Linked DNA regions of Mus musculus: region 2 is linked to region 1. The links are chromatin contacts, called in public Hi-C maps. All regions are on one chromosome and are shown on one strand. Each heading gives the region's core, a stretch centred on a gene start, on an enhancer-like site or on the middle of the called end of the contact. The rest is flanking DNA. Distances are from core to core; before and after follow the strand shown.

Region 1 (6,715 bases), core at 274-2,773:
CTCTGATCCAGTGTGTCCCAGATTCTGGGCCTTGAACACTATTTCCAGGATCCGTGGCCTTGGGTGCCATGGTTCGTTGGGGATGGGCTCTGAGATGTATGGATGCCTCTTTGCTGCCTCCCATCTCACACAGGCCTCCTGCTCTGCCTCCTCTAAGAGCGGTTTTCCTCCTCAGACAAGCCTCTAAGCCCCCATGCCTGTTCCCCTGGATGACTCCACCCCCACACCCCTGTGTCTATTCATCTTTGAGAGTAGCTGTTCTGGAATCTAACTGTTCCATGTGCCACTAGTTTCTCTTGCTGACTGTGCTGGGCCACTCCCTTCAACAGTTCCCTGTGCTCTGGTCCCCTCTCTCTTAAAACCACAGTCTTCTTTGGGAACTAAGAACATCTCTTGTCCCACAGCTGTCTCTATGCACTCTTTGCATAACTCAGAAATCTATTCCTGTGTACTCATAAATGAACATCCACCTCCCTCCCTCCCTCCCTCCCTCCCTTCCTCTCCTTCCTTTACCATTTCCATTCTGTAATCAATTGTGGACATTTCTTCCCTTGACTGTTTTACTGACAAGAAAGAGAGACTACAATTCCAAGTCTGCAATATCAGTCAAATTCGTCTGCTTAGCACATAACAATGCATACGATTCAACTTTAGACAGGAAACCATGAACCGCAACAGATAAGTTCGCACATGCGCACAACCCACGTTGTAAAAAAAATCATAGATTAGAAGGCCAGCCACCATCTCAGTGGGGCTAAAATGAAGTAAACGTTTTGTTTAATACTCAGACCCCAAGCTGGGCTTTCTCCAGATTCCACAGGAATGTAACATCATAAGTACATGCTATGGACGAACTATCTTCCACCCTCAGGACCTTGTGCAAATTTGTACAAGTGCTTATGAAAAATAAAGGTGTGTTTAGACAGATGGGACCCATAACTCACCAACTGCTGAATGACTCTTTCGACCAATGTGGAAAACGTTATGTCCTCAGTCTCTCTGTTGTCAAATACATATTTAATCAGCTTGGCGATGGTCTCCGTGTCTGTTTCTGACTCAAACTCGTAGCCTTTGCTTTCCTGGAATAAGGGGTTATACGCAGGGTGACAGATTTTGGTCATTGTGCAATGCTGGTGGGGCCAACTCCCTCTAGTCCCTTAAGATATGACTTAAGGCATAACTTGAAGGGAAATAAGCAAAACTGGGAAGGGACAAGAAATGTCTGCCAGAACCCAGCAGCCAAACACCTCTGAGTCACCCTCTTATTCCCAGAGACCATCCCTCCTCAGGAGTCTGTCTTCACTGTTAATCTGGACATTGCAACACAGCAGCAATGATGATAAAATATGTTGACTCACTCACATCCCAAGTCACACCATATTGCAGACACTCACCATCCGCCTCCCCACCCCACGGTCCGCATGGTGTCAGAGTCAGTGTGTCACATAGCACAAGCTACTCTGTGAAACCTAGCACATGTTATTTTGATTCTGTAAAACCACAGCAGCCCTCAAGATAAACACTAACGCCCTGCTATCTCCCGGACAAGGTCTGCGCACAGTGGCTGAGCTGAGGCTAAGGCTCACACTAGGGACTGTGACACGGCCCAGTGTGCGTCTCACTCAGTTCCTGTGCTTGTCACTGAGGGGAAACAGGCTAGGTGAAAGTGTCAGGGGGATGATCGGGGCTGAATCAGACTGGGTTTGCCCGAGGGAAAGCCCCTTACCAGAAACTTCCTTAGATCCTTGTAATTAGTGATGATCCCGTTGTGGATGACAACAAATTCTGCAAGGAGAGTTTGCGGGAGAAGAGGAATGAGCGTTCAAAATGAACTGCAAGGAAGTTCAGGCTAGACACTACAGGAATGAAAGCTGGAAACTCGGGGCTGGTGAGATGGCTCAGTGGGTAAGAGCACCTGACTGCTTTCTTCCGAAGGTCCAGAGTTCAAATCCCAGCAACCACATGGTAGCTCACAACCATCCTTAATGCAATCTGATGCCCTCTTCTGGAGTATCTGAGGACAGCTACAGTGTACTTACATATAATAAATAAATAAATCTTTAAAAAAAAAAAAAGAAAAAGAAAACTGGAAACTCTTCCCTGAGACGGGTGGTAAGCGGGTTCCATTTGCAGGGCTTAAGACTGATGTTTCCCGTGACTTGGTCTTACCTGTCAGTGATGAGCACCCAGCACCTGACCGTGCATAGAACTCTGCCACTGGATATTAAAAAGGCTTCCAGCTTCCACAATTATTTATGTCTCATTATCCACAAATATTTCCAGACATTCCCAACCGTCTTTAGTACTTTCTCCTTTTTAAATAAATCATTTTATTTTGTGTGTATGGGTATTTTTCCTGCGTGCCTATCTGTGGACCACATGCATGCCTGGGGCCTCTGGAAGCCAAAAGAGAACATCAGATGCCCTGGAACTAGAATCAGCCAGTTCTGAGCAGCTATGCAGGTGCTGGGGATTGAACCTGGGTCCTCTGGAGGAGTGGCTGCTGCTCTTGCTCTGAGCTGCCGACTCATCTCTCCTGCACTAAGCTTTAGTTCTTAAAGGGGAGTCACAAACTGGAAGTTTATAGATGTGTGTGTGTGTGTGTGTGTGTGTGTGTGTGTGTGTGTGTGTGTTGGGGGTGCATGTGTGCATGCCATGACACATGTGTGAAAATTGGGGACAACCATCTGGAGTTGGTTCTCCCTCCCACCCTTATGTATGTTCCAGGGCTTCAACTTGGCTCATCGGAATTTCACAGTGGGAACTTTTGCAAGCTGATGCATCTGGCAGGCCCCTCTACCTTAGTTTTTTGAGCCAGGGTCCCTCACAGAACCTAGAGTTCACTGACTTGGCTGGCCTGGCTGGCCAGTGAGCTTGAGGGATCCTCGAGGCTCTGCCTCCCAGAACCACTCTTTGTGGGAGAGGAAGATGAACTCTGCTGCATGGAAAAGGTGCTCTGGGTGCTCTTTATGGTCCTAGCCTTCTAGAGTATTTTGCTTGTCTCCTAGTGTCTGCTATGGGTTGAATGTAGCCTTCAAAAGCACAGTTCATGACGCTGGATTCTCAGAGTGGTGATTGACAAGTGCTAGGACCTCTAGGAGATGAAGTATACTGGGAGGTTACTGGAGACGTGCTTCCGGAAGACACTAATAAGAGTTTCCATGGGATCCTGAGTTGTTACAGATGCACTTCCTGATCATGAACTTTCTGCCCCTAGAACTACGACCTAAATAATCCTTTCTTTGTAAACTACTCAGCTTCAAGTATTTTGTTACAGTGATGGAAAATGAACTAATGCACTGCTATCCTCCACTCTTGGAATGAATTCCAAAGAGCCAGTAGCCCTTATGGTAAAATGCCATCATTTCCTGTGCATACCTAGGTCAACAGTACCCAGGGGATCAAGTGTTGGACCGAATGGGCCTCGCCATGTGGCCCACCGGGGAGATGCTTAGATTGTATCAGGAGGACTGGGCAGAGGGAAAAAGTTCAGCTTGAGGTAGGTAGGCATGGGAGGCACTCTGGCCAGGATCATCTCTGACAGGTCATTCAGGGAGAGGTAGAAACATCCTTAACAGGCTCTACTTACCATTGTCTTTGTCCGAACGCTGCGGGTGACTGTTGACAGCATTGGGAACCCCGTGGGTGGCCCAACGTGTGTGGGCAATGCCGAAGTGTGTCTCAAACTCCACCTTCAAGTCCATGCTATCTTGCTCTAAACAGAAAGAAAAGCAGTTGCTGTGTTGGTGTGTGCTGTGCATGTATGTTTGTGTGCATGTGTGTTTACATGCATGTGTCCATGTGGTGTATACATGCACAGTTTCATATGTATGCATGTGTGTGGAGGCTCAAGGTTGATGCTGGGTGTTTTTCCTGTTCATTGGCTGCCTTATTCATGAGGCATGGTCTTGTGTTAAACTCAGAGCTCATCTACAGTGACCAGTCTGGCTAGTCCGTTTGCTTGGCGGATCCTCTGTCTCTGCCTTTTGACAGCGGGAATTAATGTCACGCCTGCCTGACATTTACAGAGGTGCTGGGAATTGAACTCTGGCTCTCAGGCTTGTGTGGCAAACAAAGACATCTCCCCAGATACTGTCTGTACCTTTAAAAACAAGCATTGGTAGCCAGGTGGAAGTGGCACACACACGTATTTAATTCCAGCTCTGGGAAAACAGAGACAGGTGGGTCTCTGAGTTCAAGGCCAGCCTGGTCTATAGTAAGTTCTAGGACAGCCAGAGCTACACAGAGAAACCCTGTCTCAAGAGGGAAAAAGAAAGCATTGGCAGGCCACCACTATGGCAAGGTGGTTCCATTTTAATAGACACCATCTTCACTAATGGCCCATCTTTAATGTCAGTCACACACATGGCAGCCCAGGGATCCACAGCATCTGGGTACTATCAATGTTAAGTTTTACATAGTGTTTATCAGTAACTGAACCCTTTTCCCCCTTTTGAGCCGGATTATTGCTATGTGGTCCTGGAACTCACTACATAAACCAAACTGGCCTCAAACTGGTAGCAATATTCCTGTCTCAGCCTCCCAAGTGCTGGGATTCCAGGCTTGGGCCACATACCTCACCCTTATTTCCTAATCAAAATAAGTTGACTTAGGAAAGAAAGTGCTGCATCTCTAATATAAATAGAAAAGCAATGTTGTATGCCAGAATGATTAAAATAAAGACGTAACTATTAAAATAGGTTTTCATGTCCACGTGTAACTGCTTAAAATAAAACCTCCTACATTTCATGAGACAGTCTTACAACTTGGCCCTAACACTCCTTATAATCATCCAAATATAGATGCATTACCACTTTTTCAGTCTTGAATGCTGTTGGCAATAATGTATTTTCAAGGGTCTATGCGCCAGGCATCACTCTGACACAGACTATTTTCTACTTACTGTAAAGTCCTTCATTTTCTACTTACTGTAAAGTCCTTCATTTTCTACTTACTGTAAAGTTCTTCATCCAGAGCCTTTACTTTCCCCCTTTTCTTCACAAGATGGATGTGTCTTTCTTTGACTTCGTGGTTATTCCCATCAATGGCAACCCCTAGTTTACAGAGAACACTGAGTTCTGATCCCTGAACCAGCATGACCCACAGAAATACTGAAAAAGAGCCCCATATTTTCAATTCCCTTCAATTCCCTTCAATTTTACTACCCCAAACCAGCAACCACTGTTCACACCGCCATCACTGGAGAGCAGTTCTTATTTTAGAACTATAAAATTGAGAACATAAACATTATTTTTCATGTTGAATTTTTGTCACCAAAAGGTGCAATTTGCTATCTTTTTCTGAGGCTTCGTATCCATGACCAACCAAGAGACAGATTATCAAAAGTCTTGAAAAATAACATAGGGGCTAAGGCGATAGATCAGTTGGACCTGAGTTCAATCTCCAGAATACACATTAATAATAATAATAATAATAATAATAATAATAACAACAACAACAACAACAACAATAATAATAATAATAATAATAAAGCCAGGCATGGTGCTTGCTGCATGCTTGTAATAATAATAATAATAATAATAATAATAATAATAATAAAGCCAGGCATGGTGCTTGCTGCATGCTTGTAATTCCAAGGTTACAGAGGTAGAGACAGTTGGGTCCTGGGAACCCACAGGCCATTTCCCAAACTACCAGTTCCAAGTCAATGAAAAACATTCTCTTAAAAAATTAAATGGACCTCTGACCTCCATGCACACATGCATACGTGCCATCACAGATACACAGGTGTGCTCAAACACATGTATACTCTCCAACAAAGAAATTCCACCTGTACTGAACACGGGCAGATTTTTTTCTTGTTGTTATCTCAGAAACAAAGCATTGTAAGAAATACTCACATCACATTTACATTGCATTAGGTATAAATAAATAATCTAAGGATGATAAAATGTATCTATCTGTGAGGAGATGCAAGTAGATCAGATGCAAATGTTGTGCAATTTTATAGAAGGGGCTAGAGCATCCCAGAGCATTGGTATCTTGGTCACCCTTACCAGTAACTGAATATACCTCCTAGGATTACGGCCACAAGGTATGGTTTGTTGCAGTAGGTGCATTTGGGGAAATCTAACCCAAGATTTCATACATACTAAGACACACACACACCATCAGCCATTACCATATCTCAACAATCTAGTTTTCAGGATATTTACTTTGAAAGACAAACCCCTAAAGTATCAATTTCAAAGTAACAGAGATTTGTGCGCAGGGACCAAGGGGCTTGGCTGCCAGGGATGGGCTGCCACAACAGCCATTACAGGCAAGAGACTATTCAAAGGCACTTAGCCTGCTGTGCTCTCTGCATTGTAACCTCCTCGCTACCTTCTCCCTCCATTTGCATGCCTGTAAACCCTTTCTGGATTTGCCTTCTGCTAAGAAAATGCAAGGACAGGCCACCTAGCTAGCTCCTTGGCTCTGCAATACTTCATTAAACGTTTTTTGCCAGTGGAGGAGAGAACCCTGACACTCCCATCCCATGAGGACTGGGAAGTGAATTAGAAAGATCTTTTAGGAGGGGCTTTGGAAAGTAAAAACGCTAAGAATAATGAGGGAACACTGCAAACCCACAGGGCTGAGGATGTGACACCGAGCAATGTGTAGAAGGCCCTGGATTCAATCATATTGTTTTCAAGACAGGGTGTGTAGCCCTATTTGACCTGGCTCTGTAAATCTTGAACTAGGAGATCCTCCT
Region 2 (6,819 bases), core at 2,995-5,494, 50 kb before region 1:
TAAGGACAGCCTCAGAGTTCAAGGTTAGCCTGGGCTATATAGCAAAATCCCCAAATGGAAAGGGTTAATAACTTTGATATGTAAAATCACCTACAAGTGATTTTAAAAAGATACCAAACAGTGTAAGATAAAAGTAGAGCCGCAACCATGAAAAGCAAATTTTCAATGAATAAACAGTTGGGGCTCGAGATATGGCTCAGTGAAGACTTGAGTTCAGACTCCTAGCTCCCACACAAATGTCAATGGGAATGGTGTCCCACTTGTATTTTCGGGGCTCAGAAGATGGAGACGGGATCACTAGGGCAAGCTGGATAGCTAGACTAGCCAAATTAGCAAGCTCTAGGTTCAACTGAGACATCTTGCCTCAGTATATAAGGTGGGGAGTAATTCATAAAGACGCCTGACATCAACCTCCAGCTTTCACATGTGCACCCAGACCTGCACATACATACAGGCATGCTCACACATGTACAGATTTGTACACACATACATGCACACACATCCCATAAACATATGAAAAGAAATTCAACCTCACAGATTAAGATAAGATTATTTGTCATGTAGCAGACTGGCAGAAAGAAAAGCAAAACCAGTATCAGCCAGTGCTGGTGAATGTGAAGGAAGATGTGCCCTCAGAAGCCTCCCATCAAGCATAGCTGACAGTGCGCCCTGACGTCAGCTTGTCAGCGTGTATGAAAACCGGGGCTAGGCTGATTGTTTGGCTAGCAATAACCTGCCTGGATATGTAGACCAAGTTGTATGAAGAGGGCATTCATTACACCATGGCTTCTAACAGAAAAAGCAAAACTGGAAATAATCTACCCAACAAAATTATGTGTATCTTAGTTTGCTTTCCATGGCTGTTATAAAACACTGTAGCCAAACCTGGGGAAGACAGGGCTTATTTGCTTATAGTTTATAATCTATCAGAAAGGAAAGTCAGGGCAGAAACTCAAGCAAGGAACCTAGAGGCAGGAACTGAAGGTGAGGCCATGGAGGAACATAGCTTACGGCTTGCTCACCTTGTTTTTTAAACACAGTCTAGGAGCACTGGGCCCTCCCACATCAATCACAGACTTGCCTATAAGCCAGTATGATGAAGGCATTCTCACAATTGAGGTTCCCTTCCCCAGGTGACACTAGCTTGTGTCAAGTTGACAAAAAACAACAACAACAACAACAACACAACCCAGCACAATTTGTTAACTAAATTATTATATATCTGTATATACAGCCACTTAAAAATATATTACAGTTGTGTCTATTAAAGTGTATGAAATTTATCAACATTCTTCTTGGTATAAAAAGAGGAATAGTAGCATACTTGGTCTCATTTATACATATGTAAATATACATAAGCAAGGATGCTTACTGAAATGCTCACACTTGTGACTGGTGGTTGAAGGCCCAGGGATTTTTGCTTTCTAACTTATACTACCTGAATTTTTAAAAATAATAAACATATCTTTGTAAAGTGACAAAATTGAAGAGTAAAATAAAACAAACATTGAACCAACTAAAACCAATTCAAAAACCAAACTGAGTGGAGGTGAGGATATGGCTCAGAGGCAGAGTACTTGCCTTGTGTACATAAGAGCTTGGATTCAATCCCCAGCTTCCCCCCAAATTAAAAGAATACAATGTGACAAAAGAATAAACTGATCTTAGTGGCATACTCAATGTCACCATATAGAGAGGTCTAGCACAAGTATTGAGACAAAGGGGAACATAAACTGTTTAGTACAATCTTAAGTAGTCTCCACTCATCTAAAACTGGAGACAGATGTCATAGACTGATCTCTTTCAGGGGCTGAGAAGAGGGAAGGGGGTAAAGGCACTGTCACAAACTGATAACTGACCTGAGTGAGATCCCAGAGTCCCACATAGAACCTCTCTCCTAAAGAGAACCAATTGTGGTCAGGGTCAGGGTTAGGTGATAGGGCTAAGGTTAGGGGTTAGGTAAGGGTCAGGGTCAAGGTTAGGGACTGATTCTGGCAGGTTATTTATTCTCAGGGTTAGGGTTAGCTGTTAGGATGGGGTAGGGTTGGTATCAAGATTAGGCTCACCTGGCAGCTTGTCCTCTCACCTCCACAGTGAGCAGTGGCATCCCCCCCCCCAATAACTAGATGTAATAAAGAATATTTTTTAATTTTTGAAAAAAATGTAATCTATTTTATAGTTTCTCTCCTCATCAGCCAATCTTCGGTCTGGTCACACCACTAACATCAAAGCACACAAAGGAGCGCCATGACTTACGTTTTTATGATTGACACACTTTAAGAGGACGAGTTCACGGTAGGCTCTCTTTGCGTGCGTTTGGTTCTGAAAAGGACGACTTAACTTCTTGACAGCCACATTTATCCCAAGAACTGTATCAAAAGCAGCACTATAATTAGGAAATATAATAAACAGCCTATTAAAATGGCTTTTGAAAATAGCAATGGAGAAATACATTTGATGTACTGTCTTTCAAAGAGAATAACAAGGCAAGGAGAAATGTTTCTGCTCTTCCCCAATCAAGCTTTATGTACATCCAGAAAGTGAAGTGGCCGGGCTGGACGGGCTAGTCCCTCCCCAGAGGCACCATGCTTTTTGGCTGCAGCTGGAGAGGGATTCAGCAATTCTTCCTACTTATAATTTTCAGTTAGCTAAGATTAGCAGGTTCAGAACCAGGTAATTTAATCCAAAGCACAAAACTCAGGTCAAGGCACGAAATTTTCCATTTAACACAACAAGAAATTTAAAACTTCCTTGTTATCACTGATTAAAATGTCAGTATATTCTGGAAATGCCATAGTTGAGCTCATGGAAGGAATTTAATAAATCTGTTTTGACTGATTATGCTTTCCCAGGCCAAAGACTCTGAAAGGAAACAGAAGCCAAAGTCTCAGCTCACGGTAAACTACCAAGATACAAACTCCCAATGTAAGCACTCGCTATATATAAAATCGTGCAGGAAGTGATGCGTCCTTGTGTAGTGTGAGTAAGATCTGAAGCTCCAGTTTCCAGCGCTCACATCCCTTCATGGAAGTCAGTGTTAATTTTTCTGCAGAGACTAGCTATGGAGAGCGAGAGGCATGATGACATGTCTTAGGGTTTCCAGCTAACAATACTGCGTCGTCATGCAGAGGTCTTCTGATGGCTCAACAAGGGCTCAGGACTGCTACGTACAACCTGGGAGCCCAGGCGTCTCCTTAAACACCGCTTCTGGGAGTTTATTCTATTTGTAATATTGTTTATCTTTATCCCTTTCTGTTAATTCTTTCTGCTCAATAACTCTAATGTAATTAGACCTGTTTTTAACTTAAAGACTGGCCATTGTGGAACTGTCTAAGGAAAACCACTGCATTTATTACATTTATATGGATATGTATATATACAAGTCATAGGTGAGCCCACATGCTCAAAGGTAAGTTCACTACTCATATGAATATATGGTATAAAGATCTATTGTAAAATAAATCATTAATAAACCTGTGTGCATGTGTACACTTGTATGTGTGTTTCTTGGATTCACCTTTCTGATCTCAAAAGATTCTGTCTGAATTTTTAGACAAACAAGAATAATGACTGAGTTCAAGGGCTACACAGAACAGCACGGTGTCTTCAGTTAATAACACTACTACTACACTGTGTAATTTTTTTCTTTTCTTTATTTTCTTTTTCTTCTTTGAGTCAAGGTTCTCTATGTACTCCTGAAACTTGCTATGTAAATCAGGTTGGCCTTGGATTCACAGTTATCTGCTTGCCCCCTGACTCTGGAGTATTGAGATTAAAGGTGTATAACTGCCTTACTCAGCTTATACTGTGTTCTTTAAAATTGCTTAAAAAAGTAGATGTTACATGTTCTCACTGCAGAAAACATGTAAGAAAACTGTATATGTAAATTAGCTGAATTTAGCTACTTTATAATATATATGTATTTGAAGCACTCTATGTATGTGTGTATGTATATGCATGTGTTTCTCTCTGTTCTCTCTGTGTGTATTTATGTATGTATATTTATGTTTCTCTTTTGTGTGTGTGTGTATGTATGTATGTATGTACTGGCTAGTTTTTTACCAACTTGATAAGCTGGAGTCATTTTGCTAGAAGGAATTGAGTGAATGCCCTCACTAGACTGCAGAGCCTTTTCTTGATTAGCGACTATGTGGAAAGCCCAGCTCACGTGGGTGGTACTACCACTGGGTATGTGGTTCTAGATGGTATACGAAAACAGTCTGAACAAGCCAGGAGGAGCAAGTCAGTACGCAGCCCTCCTCATGGCCTCTGCTTCAGTTCCTGCCTCCAGGTTCCTGCCCTGGCACCCCTTTCTTCCTCTCCTCATGTTTTAGATTCTGGTGTCTTATCACAGCAATAGAAACCTAACTAAGGCAATAAAATAAACACATATACCTATATCAATAAAACATTTTTTGATGTACAAAATTACTCAAATGAACTAGTTCTAAACGCATGGAGACAAGCTCCTCTACTCCTGCCTGTCCCAGCTCCAGAACAACTCGTAACTCAAAGGGACAGACACTGCCTAGTATGAAACTGAGGGTTTAGCCACCTACTTGGCTCCTCCCCACCCTCACAGCCTTATTTGATGGTACGTCAGGGTTTCCTGTAATGCACTTTACCTTGCTCTTCCCCAATAACATAAGGTGACTAGTACGCTTTCCCCTGCTCTCTTTATCTCTTTATCCTCCTCTTCCTCCAAACCTTTGTCTTAAACAGTCATGCTTGCTAGCATCTTCATTTTAAACTGACAGCTAGGCCTCTGTGCTGTTTCCCCCAGCTGTCTATAAACACTGACAACCATCCGGAAAGTACATGTGCTCACGTAAATACTACTAGTTGCAGAGCTGAAATTATACTTCACTTCCCAAAGATCACACAATCCTTGCTGCCAATCATACACACAAAATTAGAATGTCTGCTATATGGAGGCAATGGGTTCTCCGTCCTCCCAGTTTATCAAGTGTTTGAACACTCCATGCCTTTGTTTCTAAGCAGACCACACCTCTTTCTATACTTCCTTCCACAAGGTTCTAATAAACATCTTTTTCCTTAGAGCCATTTTCCAAAGCCCACCACCAGTACCGTGTTCTCCCACTCAGACTTCTACACTTAGAATTGACCCAGCCCTTTTCTGAAGACATCTCAAAGCCTGCTTCACAGAACTTATCCTCCATCTGGCCTCTTGTATTACAAGCTCTTGTGTTGTCTCATTGTTGGAGTACTCCTTAAGGAATGTCCCCAGACAACAAAATGATTTTACTCTGCCTTCGGCTTTGATAGTCTGTCTTTTAAGCTGAAAATCAATTTCCTCACAGAACACACTAAGGCCATTGCTCTACTGCTCCCAGCTTCAGTGCTGTTTAGTGGGGAGGGAGGCTTATATCTGAGAGTCACTCTTTTGTTTTTTTGTTTCTCTGCTCAATGATATATCACAAAGAGCCATGCTCTATTGGAGCCTCCAAATGTCCCCTTAACAATCCCTCCCAATTGTTATCATTGTCCATTTGTCATTCAAGAAAGAAAATAACTTCTGCTTCTGTTTTTTTTGTTTTTGTTTTTTGTTTGTTTTGAGACAGGATCTTTCTACATAGTCCTTGCTGTCTTGGAACTCACTGTGTAGACCAGGCTGGCCTCAAACTCACAGAGATTCTCTTGTTTCTGCTTCCCAAGTGCTTGGATTAAAGGTGTGCACCACTAACATTGGCCTAACTTTTGGCTTTAAGACAGTCACTTTCTTGCTCTCACAAACTCAACATGTTACACATAACTCTATCTCTTATTTTTGCCTATGACCTATCACTCAACACTGCATTTATAACTCACCCACGAATCTGAGTACTAGAATTCACTGTCATTGCTATAACATTCCTTTGTGAGACTGTCACTTGCTGCTCTCACTAACTCAGTTATTTTCACTTTTCAAGTAATGACAAGAATCACTGCCATCGACATGCATGTGCATGGCTGCAGTCCTTTCAGCATGCCTCTCATGCATGCAGAGAGCTAAGCGGGAGCGCACCGATTCTACTTTAGCAGATAAGACCAGACTCTCTTCTGACGTAGTTCCATCAGTGTCTGTGTCTATCAGCAGTGTGCCCAGAATCCATGCCTAAGAGTTGTGTGTGAACGTTTTCACCAACATTTGCATCATGAACTTACTTTTTACCCTTTGGGCTGAATGTATTTCACCATGTCCATAAGAACATTGTTTTAATTTGCATTCTCTGATGAAGAATGACCATCAGGTAATCAATGTGAGCAATTTTAGACCACTAATTTTATGGTAATGTATTATGGAATAAAACATTAACACATCGTCTCTTCTGTATTCCTACTCTTTGGTCTCTGCGGCTTCATTAGGAGTATTTTATTTTCTGCTGATGTATTTTCCACATTGCTAACTCTCTCTTCAGTTACAACTAATATTTGCAAACATGTTTTTTAGGTTTGTAATTCAATTACCATAGCTTTCACTTTCACATCTAATTTCCACTTAGTTCTCTTTTTTAAAGTTCTTGTTATTCCACCAAAGCTTTCATCTGGTCTTTTACCATCTTGAACATATCACCACAGCTATTTAAAATTTTGGATCTAATGATGCTGGAATCTTCTGTTGATCTGATCCTTTTGTCTTATCTCCCTGTGCACCTAGCCATTTTTTTTATTGTGTTGGACCTTGCATTTATAAAGCTGCTCTAGAAGTAATCTGAAATCCAGGGCAATGCTATCCTTCTTCAGAATTTATATTTGCTTCTACTGGGCACATGGGGCATGAACAGTTTAGACTCGCCACTGTATAAGTTCAAGGAGTGA

The links. Hi-C and Micro-C count contacts between places; a contact is called where the count stands out from the background.
Region 2: a contact with region 1 is called in a Hi-C map of DN3 thymocytes, with 1.8 times the contacts expected there. The contact joins two enhancer-like sites. A contact is called at or near these places in 3 of 15 datasets of contacts at CTCF or cohesin (CD8 T cells, the G1E-ER4 cell line and the NIH/3T3 cell line), 76 of 484 Hi-C or Micro-C datasets (B cells, the Ba/F3 cell line, CD4 T cells and 49 more), 5 of 115 datasets of contacts at active chromatin or transcription factors (astrocytes, bone marrow-derived dendritic cells, embryonic stem cells and 1 more) and 1 of 9 other capture datasets (liver).

The regions. Positions count from the first base shown.
Region 1 is chr11:49,806,034-49,812,748 of GRCm38.p6, reverse strand. Gfpt2 (glutamine fructose-6-phosphate transaminase 2) reads right to left here. Exons shown (of 19, transcript NM_013529.3): 3 at 4,956-5,054; 4 at 3,590-3,715; 5 at 1,727-1,785; 6 at 945-1,079. The region is part of intron 3 of Gm36507 (a long non-coding RNA gene); the gene reads left to right. Among named protein-coding and RNA genes, the nearest start is that of Gfpt2, 15 kb to the right of the region's middle. Within about 2 kb of position 1,523, at least 80 of the 459 cell types and tissues checked have an H3K27ac peak or open chromatin away from gene starts, as enhancers often do. A contact at or near this core is called in Th1 cells and regulatory T cells, where this site is marked.
Region 2 is chr11:49,859,111-49,865,929 of GRCm38.p6, reverse strand. Mapk9 (mitogen-activated protein kinase 9) reads right to left here. Exons shown (of 12, transcript NM_207692.2): 3 at 2,257-2,386. Among named protein-coding and RNA genes, the nearest start is that of Mapk9, 16 kb to the right of the region's middle. Within about 2 kb of position 4,244, at least 5 of the 459 cell types and tissues checked have an H3K27ac peak or open chromatin away from gene starts, as enhancers often do. A contact at or near this core is called in Th1 cells and regulatory T cells, where this site is marked.